Linked DNA regions of Bos taurus: region 1 is linked to region 2. A link is a contact called in public Hi-C data. All regions are on one chromosome and are shown on one strand. Each heading gives the region's core, a stretch centred on a gene start, on an enhancer-like site or on the middle of the called end of the contact. The rest is flanking DNA. Distances are from core to core; before and after follow the strand shown. Region 1 holds the start of MED13L (mediator complex subunit 13L). Region 2 has its middle 110 kb from the start of SPRING1.

Region 1 (5,742 bases), core at 3,156-5,655, 250 kb after region 2:
GTTTAACCTGTTACAGCTAGCATTTTGTTACTTTTGTTATTTACGATAAACTACATCCAATGAAACTAAGGTTGAAGGGAAAAAACCTCCAAGTGAGGTGACTGGATGCTACCTTCCGTTGTACTAGGATAGACAAGTGACTTGTGATTGTTATGATTTATTGATCACTGTGCTCAGATCTCTCTCTGTGCTATCGCTCTGGGAGGTCAACTCATGGAACAGGGGTTAAGTGACCTGCTTAAGGCTGCACAGCTAGCACATGACAGAGCAGAGACTGCAACCCAGGTGTGTCTTACTCTGAAGCCGTCTTCTTAACTCCTACAAAATACTCCCACCCTGCAGCTGTGGCGGCTTCCTGTGGTCTTTCTAACAGGGTGGTTCCTCCTCCGGTCAGGTTTTTGCTTCCATTTTCTCTCTGCCATGACATTTGGTAACCATGAAAGGGAACTAACCTGTCATTCTTAGAATAGGACCTGAGACTTGTGCAGAGGGGCCCATCCATTTCCTGCCTGGGCAGTTAGGCATTTTCACAAAGAGGGAAACTCATGAACGTCATGAACGAGGATGCTTCTTATGAGCCCCCCACATGGGGAACTGGACTCAGAAGTGCCTGGTGTCTTGCTGCTGCCTAGTCGCCAGCATGGCTTTTTTTTTTGTTTTGATTTTATCTCCTGAAGCTATCCATCAACTCCCATTGCTTTCTCTATTAAGGGCTCTGCAGATATTTATCAGTCATCTCTACAGTGCAGAGTCAAAGGGTTTCATTGCTAGAAATGACTTAGCATGGAGGATCACCTGGGCTGCCTTTTCACACAGGAGGAAACGCCCAGAGAGGTCGGGTGGTTTGTCTAAGATAACAGGGCTGCTCAGGGGCCCACTTGAGACTAGAACCCAGTTCTCTTGGGTCCTCATTCTGTTACTCATGTTGCTGAGGCAATTGCACACTGCACTTCTGGCCTTTTCTTTTCCACTCTGGGGCTTTTGCTTTGACAGCCGAAGAGCTCTCCCTAGATGAGGTTTTCTCTTTTTTTTTCCCCTCCCAATTTGCTTTATTTGCTTTCTATTTATTTTTATTTGATTCCAAAATTTGATTTCAATTTTATCTATTGATTTGTGTTGTTTAAAACTTACTGTATTGAATAGGTAATATACACATTTGGCTAAAAAAATGCAAAACAGTGAAAAGTGATTTTTCTCCCTATTCTCTCTATCCCCAGAGAAAACTGATATTACCATTATCTCTGGTGCAACCTTCCAGGGATATCTCAATTAATAATCTCTTTTTGAGATTATTCTGTATAAGTATACATAGTGCTAACTCATTATTTTTAACAGCTGCATGGAATTAAATTATACTGTTCACTACTCCCCAAATGATGGACATGGAAGTTGCTTTCTACAAAGAGGCTTTAGTTCACATCCTTGCTCTATAGGTCTTTACACATCTGTGCAGAATTGCTAGGTCAAACGGAAGGTGCATTATAAATTTTGCTCTTTTCCAAATTGACACCCAAAGCTGCAGTGCTAATTTATATTCCCACTGACAGCGTGTACGAGTTCTGCTTCCCTTCACAGTTGCCTAAGCTTTTAAAATATTGTCAATACTTATTATAGCTTTAATTTCTGTTTTTCTTATGATGAGTGTCTCAGTCCGCTTGTTGGGCCGCTCCAACAAATTACCATAGACTGACTTGCTTAAACAAATAAAAGAGAAATTTATTTGTCACAGTTCTGGAGGTTGGTAAGTCTAAGATCAAGGTGCTAGCCAATTTGGTTTCTTGTAAGAATGCTTTTCTTGGTTTTTGTCTTCACAGGGCAGAGCCAGTTGAGGTGGGGGAGGGCAAAGTAGGCAGGGAGAGAAAGAGAAAGAAGGAGGGAGGGAGAGCGTTTGAAGGCTGGAAGTCTTTGCTGTCTCTTCTTACAAGGGCACTACTGCAATCATGAGGGCCACACCCTTGTAAACTAATTACCTGCCAAAAGCTCTATCTCCACATACCATCACACTGGGGATGAAAGTTTCAGCAGATTAATTCTAGGGAAACACAAACACTCTGTCCATTGCAACAAGTGAGGTTGAACATCTTTTTATATATTTAAGAGCAATATGTCTTTCCTACTCTGTAAACTGTCCATGTCCTTTTATCATTTTTCAATTAGGTTGCTTTGGGAGACTTAAAAAAAAACAACTTACTGAAGAATGAGAATTTGTTGACCAGTTATGTAAGATGAAAGCCTCCTGGCATAGAAACACACCTGGATATGATAGACCATCACTCTGATTGCTCAGACCCAAGTAACATCATGCATGTTGAAAAAGTGCTCTTTTCCCCCCATTTGCATCAATACATCTTAATAGAAATGCATGAAATTGCTCTGAAGTCAGCGGGTCAGCAACTGGGATCTCTTTCTGACAGACTGGGACATGAGGCTCAGAGAGTTAAACTGTTGTGACAAGGTAATACAACCATAGGTGCCAGAGTCATCTATAGGCACTTGTTGACACAACCTTCTGGACTCAGGCTTGGGCTCTGAAGCCAGATACACCTGGGCTTGAGCCGCTCACTAACGGGAGAGCTTGGAGGTGTCACTGCACTTCTGAGCTTTGACTTACAGTCTAAGGATAATAACAGTATCTTAATGCGGTTGTTCTGAGGACTATGTGAAATAATGTAGGTACATTCGTTATACCGTAGTGTCAGTCATGATAATACACATTATAACATGCTACTCCTGAGTTTTGCTTTAGCAGTAATTTGTGGTAATTCCAAAGCTCAATTCATATATCTAATACTGTTCTCCTTTTATCACATTGCTTCTTTCTTGTTTTCCATTCGTCCCTGTTTTAATCCAATCCACCTGGCTTTTCCACGTTTGCGGGCTTGTTAATGAAGAAGTTATCTCCTTCCCACCTTCGCGGGGAGCATGAGCTCTGAGGTCTGATAGAGAGCCTCCTCATACTGTTATTTCTCTGGACTCCCACGCTGTTATGCTTGGGAAATGTTGGTTATTGACTGAATGGAGCCAGGCGGGAAAGTCTGCCCCAAATCCACCCCAGAAGTGTCTGGTAGTTTAAAAAACACATATATTTATATCCTGGCACAAAGCAAGAGGTCAGAAAGCATTTCTGCAATGCATGCATGCATGCACACAGCGCCTACGAGTAAGGGCTTAAAAGGCATTTCTGGATTCAGTGCATAGTGCATGGTACACAATAAGCACTTCCTGGGCTAGGCTTTAAAATCTTAATGCAAGAGCTTCGCTTCGCTGTGTGCCTGAGCGCAGGGGTTCGAATCCCACCCCCTCCTCTTTCCAGCTGAGCGACCTCGGGTAAGTGTCTTAAGCTCTTTGTGCTTCAGTTTTCTCATCTGCAAAACGCGGACCACGGAGTGACACCTCAAGGAGACACTCCGAAGCACTTGGATCTGCTGTCTGGCCCATGGCGGGCCTCTGCCACCCAGTCGGCCGGGGCGAGCGAGGGCACAGGCAAGGGGCCCCGAGCCCTCCACAGCTACGGCCACGGGCGTTCCCGGGGCTCGCGGTCGCGCCCGGCAAAGATTCGTGCACCCGAGGGGGCGGGGCGCGGGGCGGCCGGCGCGGCGGCTGACTGCCCGCCCGCCTCGGAGCCGCGCCGCCCGCACTTCTTTCTCTCCCTCTCTGTCTCCGTCTCCCTCCCTCTCTCCGCCGGAGAATCCAGCCGCACTCGGCTCAGCAGCGCCACCAGCGAACAGCCGCGGCCGCCGCTCCGGCCCCTCCCCCGCCCCCTCCATTTCCCCCCCCGAGCAGCCGGCGCCCGTCACGTGACAAGGCTCCAGCCAATGGCGGGCCGAGCCGCGGTCGGCGGCCGCCATTGCTGTCAGAGCGAGCGAGCCCGGGGAGGGAGGAGAAGCGAGGCTGACTGGGGAGGAGGGGGGGGTGGGGGAGGAAGAGGAAGGAGGGGACGTCGCTCGGCTGCCGGGGTCGCCCGCTGGCTTCGTCCGCACCCCCCCCTTCGCGAGTTCGCGCTCCGCGGCGGCGGCGGCTCCGAAGCGGCGGCGGCGACTCCAGGGCTCGCCTCCCCTCACGCGCCGGCGGGGGCTGAGGGGGAGTCGGTGGCTGGAGATAAACAAGGCGGCGGCAGCAGCGGCGGCGGCGGCTGAGGAACAGGGAAGGCGGAGGCGGCGGCCGGCCCGCAGCGCCGGCCCGGGAGGCAGCGGGGGCCCTGAGAGGCGGGGAGGGCGCCGGGCCGCGCGGACAGCGCCCCCCGCCGCCGCGGGAGCAGCCGCCGCCGCCGCCCGAGCAGGAAGGAGCCGCGCGGCCGCCGCGGACCCCCCCGCCGGCCCGGGCCCGCCGCCCCCGGCGCGGCGTCGCCGCGGCGCCTCCCGCCCGCCCGCCGGCCCTCGCGTCCTCCCCCGGCGGCGGCGGCGGCCGGGCCGCCCCACGCTCCCCGGCGAGGCGCCGCCGCCCGGCCCGGCCTCGCCTCGGACGCCTCGCTCCGACATGCCCCGCTCTGGCGGCCGGGCTCGCGGAGGATCATGACTGCGGCAGCGAACTGGGTGGCGAACGGGGCGAGCCTGGAGGATTGTCACTCCAACCTCTTCTCGCTGGTGAGTAGCCGGGCTGCGGGGAGGGGGCTGTGCCGTGGGGTGGGGGGGGTCGACCTCCGCCGCCGACCAACTTTCTCCTCCCGCCGCCGGGACTTCGCCCCTCCCTCGCCTCTCCCCGCCGTTCTCTCTTGCCGATTCTCCCCCTTTTGGATCGTCTCTCCCTCGCCTTGGATCCCATCCAGTGTTTATTTGGCTCTTTAAAAATCATTTGTGAGCGCGGCGCTCGGCGTGGAATTTGCATGTGGAAGTCTCAAAGCTGCGGATTCTGGGTCGCACTTCGAACGCCCACCCTCTGTTGCAGTCGCACTCCCCTTCCCCTCCCTTTCCCCCTCTTTTCCCCTCCTAAATGTGGAAGGCTTTTGCCTTGTGTTGCCCGCGCCTGCGATAAGCAGCTTTTTTCCCCCTTGTGTCGGATCGGCTGCCCGCCCGCCCGCCTTTTAAATTTTTTAAAAAATTCCATAATGACACCTGCAATTTCGCCCGAAAACAGTTGATTGAATGCGATTGTGTCAGTAAAGGACTCTTGCACCCGAAGCTCCGGCGATTGTAAACATCGACAGCCGCCTGCCTCTCGGGGCTTACTACGCTGGAGAGCCTTAAAGCCATTGCACCGAGCCGACGGAAGGTGGAGAAAGCTTTTTTTTCTTTCTCTCCTCCTGTGTCTTTTAAAAACTGTTTTCTCTCTGCTCACAACGAATCCACACACACACACACACAAAGCAACAAGCTGGGCGGTTTGATAACATCGCTTTTATCTGCCTTCGCCTCTCTCGCGCTCTCTCTCTAATAATTGACAACTTTTCCTTTGGATTTGAATCGCCTGCCTTAATCTTAAAGCAGTTAGGGTGTCAATTGTTCTCCTGGAAGCCTGGCATTCGACGACGGCGTCTAGATTCATCGAAATTAAAAATGTATAGGGTTCCAGCAACTCTTTCCTGGCGGTGGCAGTGACATTTGGTGGTAAATGCCATCTTTGCTTTTTTTTATTGGGTCGTATTACCTAGCTCTGAAAACATTCACGTTGTTAAACCTGGCGTTTAGACTAATAATTGCAGTGCGTGGTCTTTAAATATGTGCTTTGTGCATGAGTAACTGTATGTATAGCTATGTGCCCGGGAGACTACGAATTTGTTTAAATATTGAGCAAAGATTTGTAAAC
Region 2 (5,449 bases), core at 2,845-5,344:
TTCTCCTTCTATTCATGTGTGTATGTATAGTCGCTAAGCTGTGTCTGACTCTACGATCCCATGGACTGTAGCCCACTAGGCTCTTCTGTCCGTGGGATTTCCCAGGCAAGAATACTGGAGTGGGTTGCCATTTCCCCCTCCAGAGGATCTTCCCAACCCAGGGATCACACCCGAGTCATCTCCTGCTTGGCAGGCAGATGCTTTACCACTGAGCCATCTGGGAAGCCCATTCATATGTTTACTTAACCAATAGACTAAGTGGTGAACAAGACAATGTCCTACAGATTTAGCCAACAGATAAACTTATGTTTTTGTGCCAAGACACCTGTGCAAGAATATTCATTATAACATTGTTTACACCAACCAAAGACTGGAAACAATGTAAGTGGCTGCCAGTAAGGGACTGACAGTAAATTATGCAATGGAAGCCTGGATGGCCCTTCGGAAGAACGAGGCAGATTTATATCAGCAGTACTCACTCCGTCCAGCTTTACCCCTCAGAGGACATTTGGCGAAGTCTGGAGACACTTTTGGTTGTGATAAGTTGTGATAACCGAGGGGGGATGGGCAGCACTAATGGCATCTGGTGGGTGGAGGCCAGGGATGCCCCTAAATATTCTGCAATGCCTGGCATTGCCCCCACAATAAAGAATTATGCAGCCCACGGTACCAGTGGTGCCAAGACTGAGAAACTTTGATCTGTAGCTACTGATACAGAATCTTAAATATAAGTTTAAAAAAGACACTACAGAAAACAATAAGAATATTGATAGTAGGCTACCATATCTATATATGTGGTTATATATGCATAGAATTATCTCCAGTGAATAAATAAGAGAGTGTCTTGTGAAGGCCTGAGGGAGAGGTGTGGAAGAGAGATTTATTTTCCACGTACAGAGATTTATTGTATGGCTTTTTTTTTTTTTTAACTGTTTGAATATTTTTAAACCACATACACAGATTCTTTTTTTTTTAATTAAAATATAAAAAGGATGAAAGTTTGCCTAGACCTACCCACATTCCCCGTCTGGCTTCTTTTCTAGCCGTGTCTTCTCCCTTTGAGATGATGAACTTAAGAGCAATCCCACAAATTCACTGTTGGAACAGATCTTAGAGATCATCAAATCTTCGCAGCCATCAAAGAGCTTGTGGAAACCCTGGATTAGATGTGTTTAAGTGGGTCTCTTCTGGAGGAATCGTTAGACCTTTTAAGGCAAGAGTGTGACTGGTGGTCTCCATGGGGTCAGGCCATACAGAATCAGCAGACGTCCAGACAGCCTCAGCAGTGCCCTGGGGCAGCTGTAACAAAGCACTGTGAACTGGGTTGCTTAAAACAACAGAAATTAGTTGTCTTCCAGTCTCGGAGACTAGGAGCTGGAAATCAAGATGTCAGCAGGGCCACGCTCCCTCTGAAGGCTGTAGGGATGCGTTCTTCCTTGCTTCTTTGTAGCTTCTGAAAGTCTGTGGCAGTTGTTGGCATTCCTTGGCTTGCAGCTGCATCCCTGTGATCTCTGCCTTCGTCTTCATCTGGCCTTCCTCCTGTGTGTCTGTCCTCACATGGCAGTTGTCTTATAAGGGCACCAGTCATGCTAGACTAGGGGCCCACCCTACTCCACTATGATCTAATTTTAACTGATTACAGTTGTTCTACTTCCAAATAAGGAAACGGCTCCAAGTCTGTGAGTCTTCAACATATCTTTGAGGGGAGGGGAGAAGGGACACAACTTAACACATCACAGTCCCTAAGCATATGCATGTGTAAATAGTTTTTCCATTTCATTTCAAAAGACTGCTCTTCTCCTGATTATACTTCAAGACACGTGGATCTCATTGCAGTTCCTTCATTTGCAGTTGTGGTGTCTGAGGCCCAGAGAGAGATAGTCACCAGCTCAAGATCACAAAGCAGATTAGAGGCAGGGCTAAAACGAAAATCTAGGTCACCTCTCCCCCTGAGGAGAGAGTCGGTGAACCCTACATGTCCTTGACAGAAGCTGCTCTCGGTATAAGAGTTTCCGACTGACCAGGGAACAAGACAGCATTCCTCAGTTCATCAGCTCGTCCACCTGCCCATCCGCCCACCCGCCATTCCACTACTCTATCTCCCAATATGCAGAGAAAGTTGCCTGATGGAGCAGTTATGGCCGTGGGTCTTATTTCTGAATGTTGCCAAGTGTGTTGTCTGGAACTCTAGGTTGTGACAGAAACCACAGTAGGCTGTTTGAAGCCATAAGAGGGATTTATTGGCTCACGTATCAGAGGAGGCAGGGCTGGATCCAGGAGCCCAAACAACGCCCCCTCCCTCTCTCCTCCTCTGGGTCTTGCTTCCCTTGTGTTGGCATCATCCTCAGACACACTTGCTCTGTGGTGGGAAGCCTGGGTTCTGGCCACTCCAGGCCCATTAGAATTAGAAAGAGTCTTCCCTTTCCCCAGGTTCCTACCAAGGTTTCAAGGAAGGTTTGCTGCCCACACCCCAGAACTCATTCCTCCAGCCAGAAGTATTTGGTTCTCTGCTTGGCCAGACCTGGAGCAGATGAGTGAGGTCAGGTCTGCCTGAACCACGTGGCTGACAATGGAAGAGCACTTATTATTCTCCCTAAAGGTGCTGGTCAGGTGGAACAGTGGCGAGTTATCTCTGCTGCCCCTCACCAGCTCTTCAGCAGATGCACCATTACTTTCAGGGGTGCTCAGGCGGACACTGAGAGGCTCTGGGCAGCCCCATCGTCACTGCTGTGGGCCAGTTTGAATCACAGACGATTTGGTCTCCTCTGTGTTTCTCTAGACTCCTTTCACTCTAACAGGTGTTTACTTTTTTATCCCCCACCCATAACCAGACTGTAAACTCCTTGGAGGTCCCTGGCATATTCCCTTCCACAGACCAGCAGGTAGCACAGCAGGCATAGAGTAGGCTCTCAGTTAAGTGCGCATTGAATGGGGAATCCCATAGGGCCACGGATGTCCTAGGTACTCCATAAACTCTTGCCAAGTGAATGAGTGAATGATTGAATGAATGATGGATTGATGGATACGTGGGTGGATGGATACATGGATGGATAGACACACGGATAGGTAGGTGGATAGAAGAATAGACGGGTGGATGGATGAATAGATGGATCAATTGGTTGGTGCATTGATGAATGGGTGGATGCATGAATGGATGAATGGATAGGTGAACAAGCTGATGTATGGATGCAGGGATGTGGGGGAGAGTCAACAGATACTATCAGGATCATCACTCCATCACAGCCTCCGCTGCAAAGAGCATCTCCTATCAAGGACAACAAAGTCCTTGATTCTCTCATTGGCTGCCTGATTTCTGTAACACAACCTGCCTACTTTCACTTATAAGACAGGATGTCAGTACTCATTTCCCTAGTGAATTTTGTTTGGATTCTACTATTGATCATTCACGGACAGTGATGAACCATGCTGCAGAGGACAAGGACCCAGCTGTCTGCTCAAAAAGGGAAGGAAATGGTTGAGAAGTAGGAACTGTGTGCCCTGCTCTCTCTTCCTGCAGACAGACTTTATCCACACAGTGGCGGAGACGGCTGGGGTAACCCTCAAGTCACATCTTTCTGACTCTGTGGAGCAGCAGCTCTCTTACCTTGGTTTGTACAAACCAGGAGAAGGACCCAAGCATCTGGGTGCTTGGGGCATCCTATGGGTGGTATGCTCTAGACACAGCCCTCCCAACCCCTACATGACTTTCCTAAATGTGCTGCCCTTAAAGATTCAGCCTGCCTCCACTTCAGATGGGAGTCAGTCCCAACAGGGAGGGCGTTGCACTCCACCCTGTGGAGCTCTGGCTTCCCTACTCCCCTTGATGTTGCCCTCATGCCTCCTGGGAAAGGGGCCAACTCAGCAGTCTGTCTCAGAGGGAAACCCCCTTGGGAAACAGCCCAGAGGGCCCACCTGCACGGGCGGGCAGCAGAGCTGCTGGTAGCTGGGCAGCCCCCTGGAGTCCGGCTTGCCAGTCAGAGAGCACTGACCATCAGACACAGCAGACCTGCCCTCTCCCTTAGGTGTCAGCTCTTGTGAGGCTCAGTGAGATAGTTTGCTGGATGCTGAGCAGAAAGGCTATTTCCTGCTGCCTCTGCCGCGCTCTCTGCAGGGTGCTGTACAAGAGCAGTGTGCATTCAGCTCTTCCTACGTGCCAAGCTCCCTCCTACCTTCGTGAGACAGCTATTAATATCCCCACTTTACGAAAGAGAAAATGGGCTCGGAGAGATGCTTGGACTCACTCGTGTTCATGCACGAGCCAAGACTCAGTCTGGGGCTCCCTGCAAGTTCACAGCTACCTCTGTGGACTGATACAGCCAGGGCTTCACTGCTGGTCCATTCTGGAGTTGAATCAATATAAACCTCACTTAGCTATTTATCTTTTGTATCAGCAATTCATGAACTCATAGTCTGTGAGGGAGAAAAGTTGCCCACGGAAACAAAGACTGATGCTAAAAACTGGAAATGAGTCAGTGTTAGCACTTGTGAGCCCTTTCTGTTTTGGCTGCTGAAACTGAGTAACAAGCATGGGCCCCTGGGAGAAGTGAGGTAAGGATCTCTAAGTGCTCCCAGTACCTAACAGCTCCTCAGTTTCCTGAGATTTCACCTGGAGACCTTTGTTTCTTAGTATCTGAAATCCTTTTTGATTTTTCGAAAGACTTTAATTACAATGACAATACCCTTGAGAATGGTCAGTTAGGCTTTGAGCCTGTGCATCAGGTCAGAGCTTAAGCAAAGGAGCAGAGAATGTGACCTTGGTAAAGGGAATGGGAAAGGCGAATGGAAGCCGGTGTGGACCCTGAAGAGAGGACCAACTTTGCCTCCATTGTGATTTCACCCAAGGCTAGCTGAATGGGGAGACTTGTGTCTGCTATTTATTGGGGCATTACAGATTATTCCGACACTTAGACGCTTAAAGCAACGATAAACATTTTCATCTTGTGCAGTTTCTGCAGGTCAGAAACCCAAGGATGATTAGCAAAGTTGTTCTGACTCCTGATCTCTCAAGAGGGTGAGATGGAAGCTGGGACTGCTGTCTCATCTGATGGCTTGGCTGGGGCTGAAGGATCTGCTCCAAGTGACTCACTCACATGGCTGTTGGCAAGATGATGCAAGGGGTCTCAGTCCCTCCCCCAGATAGGCCTCCCCCTCGGGCTGCTTGAGCATCCTCACAACCTGGTGGCCGGCTTCCCTCAGAGCAAATGAGCTGAGAGAGGGAGAGAGACAGAGAAGAAAGAGGAGGCTGCGATATCCTTTATGATCTTGGCTTAGCAATCACCTCCTCCATTTCTGCATATCCTACTGGCTCCACTCTTCAGTGAGGGAGAGTCCCACACAAAGGTAAGAAAACAAGGTGGTGAGGTTATTGGGGACCATCTTGGACAGCGACCTGTGGCTCCTGCAGTCATCATCTTTCAGTTCAGTTCAGTCACTCAGTCATGTCCAGCTC

Evidence for each region. Hi-C and Micro-C count contacts between places; a contact is called where the count stands out from the background.
Region 1: a Hi-C map of an unstated tissue shows a contact between it and region 2, with 2.8 times the contacts expected there. The contact joins the promoter of MED13L here to the enhancer-like site in region 2. A contact is called at or near these places in 2 of 11 Hi-C or Micro-C datasets (liver and an unstated tissue).

Annotation. Positions count from the first base shown.
Region 1 is chr17:58,606,623-58,612,364 of ARS-UCD2.0, forward strand. MED13L (mediator complex subunit 13L) reads left to right here and starts at 4,406. Exons shown (of 31, transcript NM_001369918.1): 1 at 4,406-4,583. The coding sequence starts at 4,512.
Region 2 is chr17:58,355,852-58,361,300 of ARS-UCD2.0, forward strand. It overlaps a transcript of SPRING1 not described here. Among named protein-coding and RNA genes, the nearest start is that of SPRING1, 110 kb to the left of the region's middle. Within about 2 kb of position 4,095, at least 10 of the 102 cell types and tissues checked have an H3K27ac peak or open chromatin away from gene starts, as enhancers often do.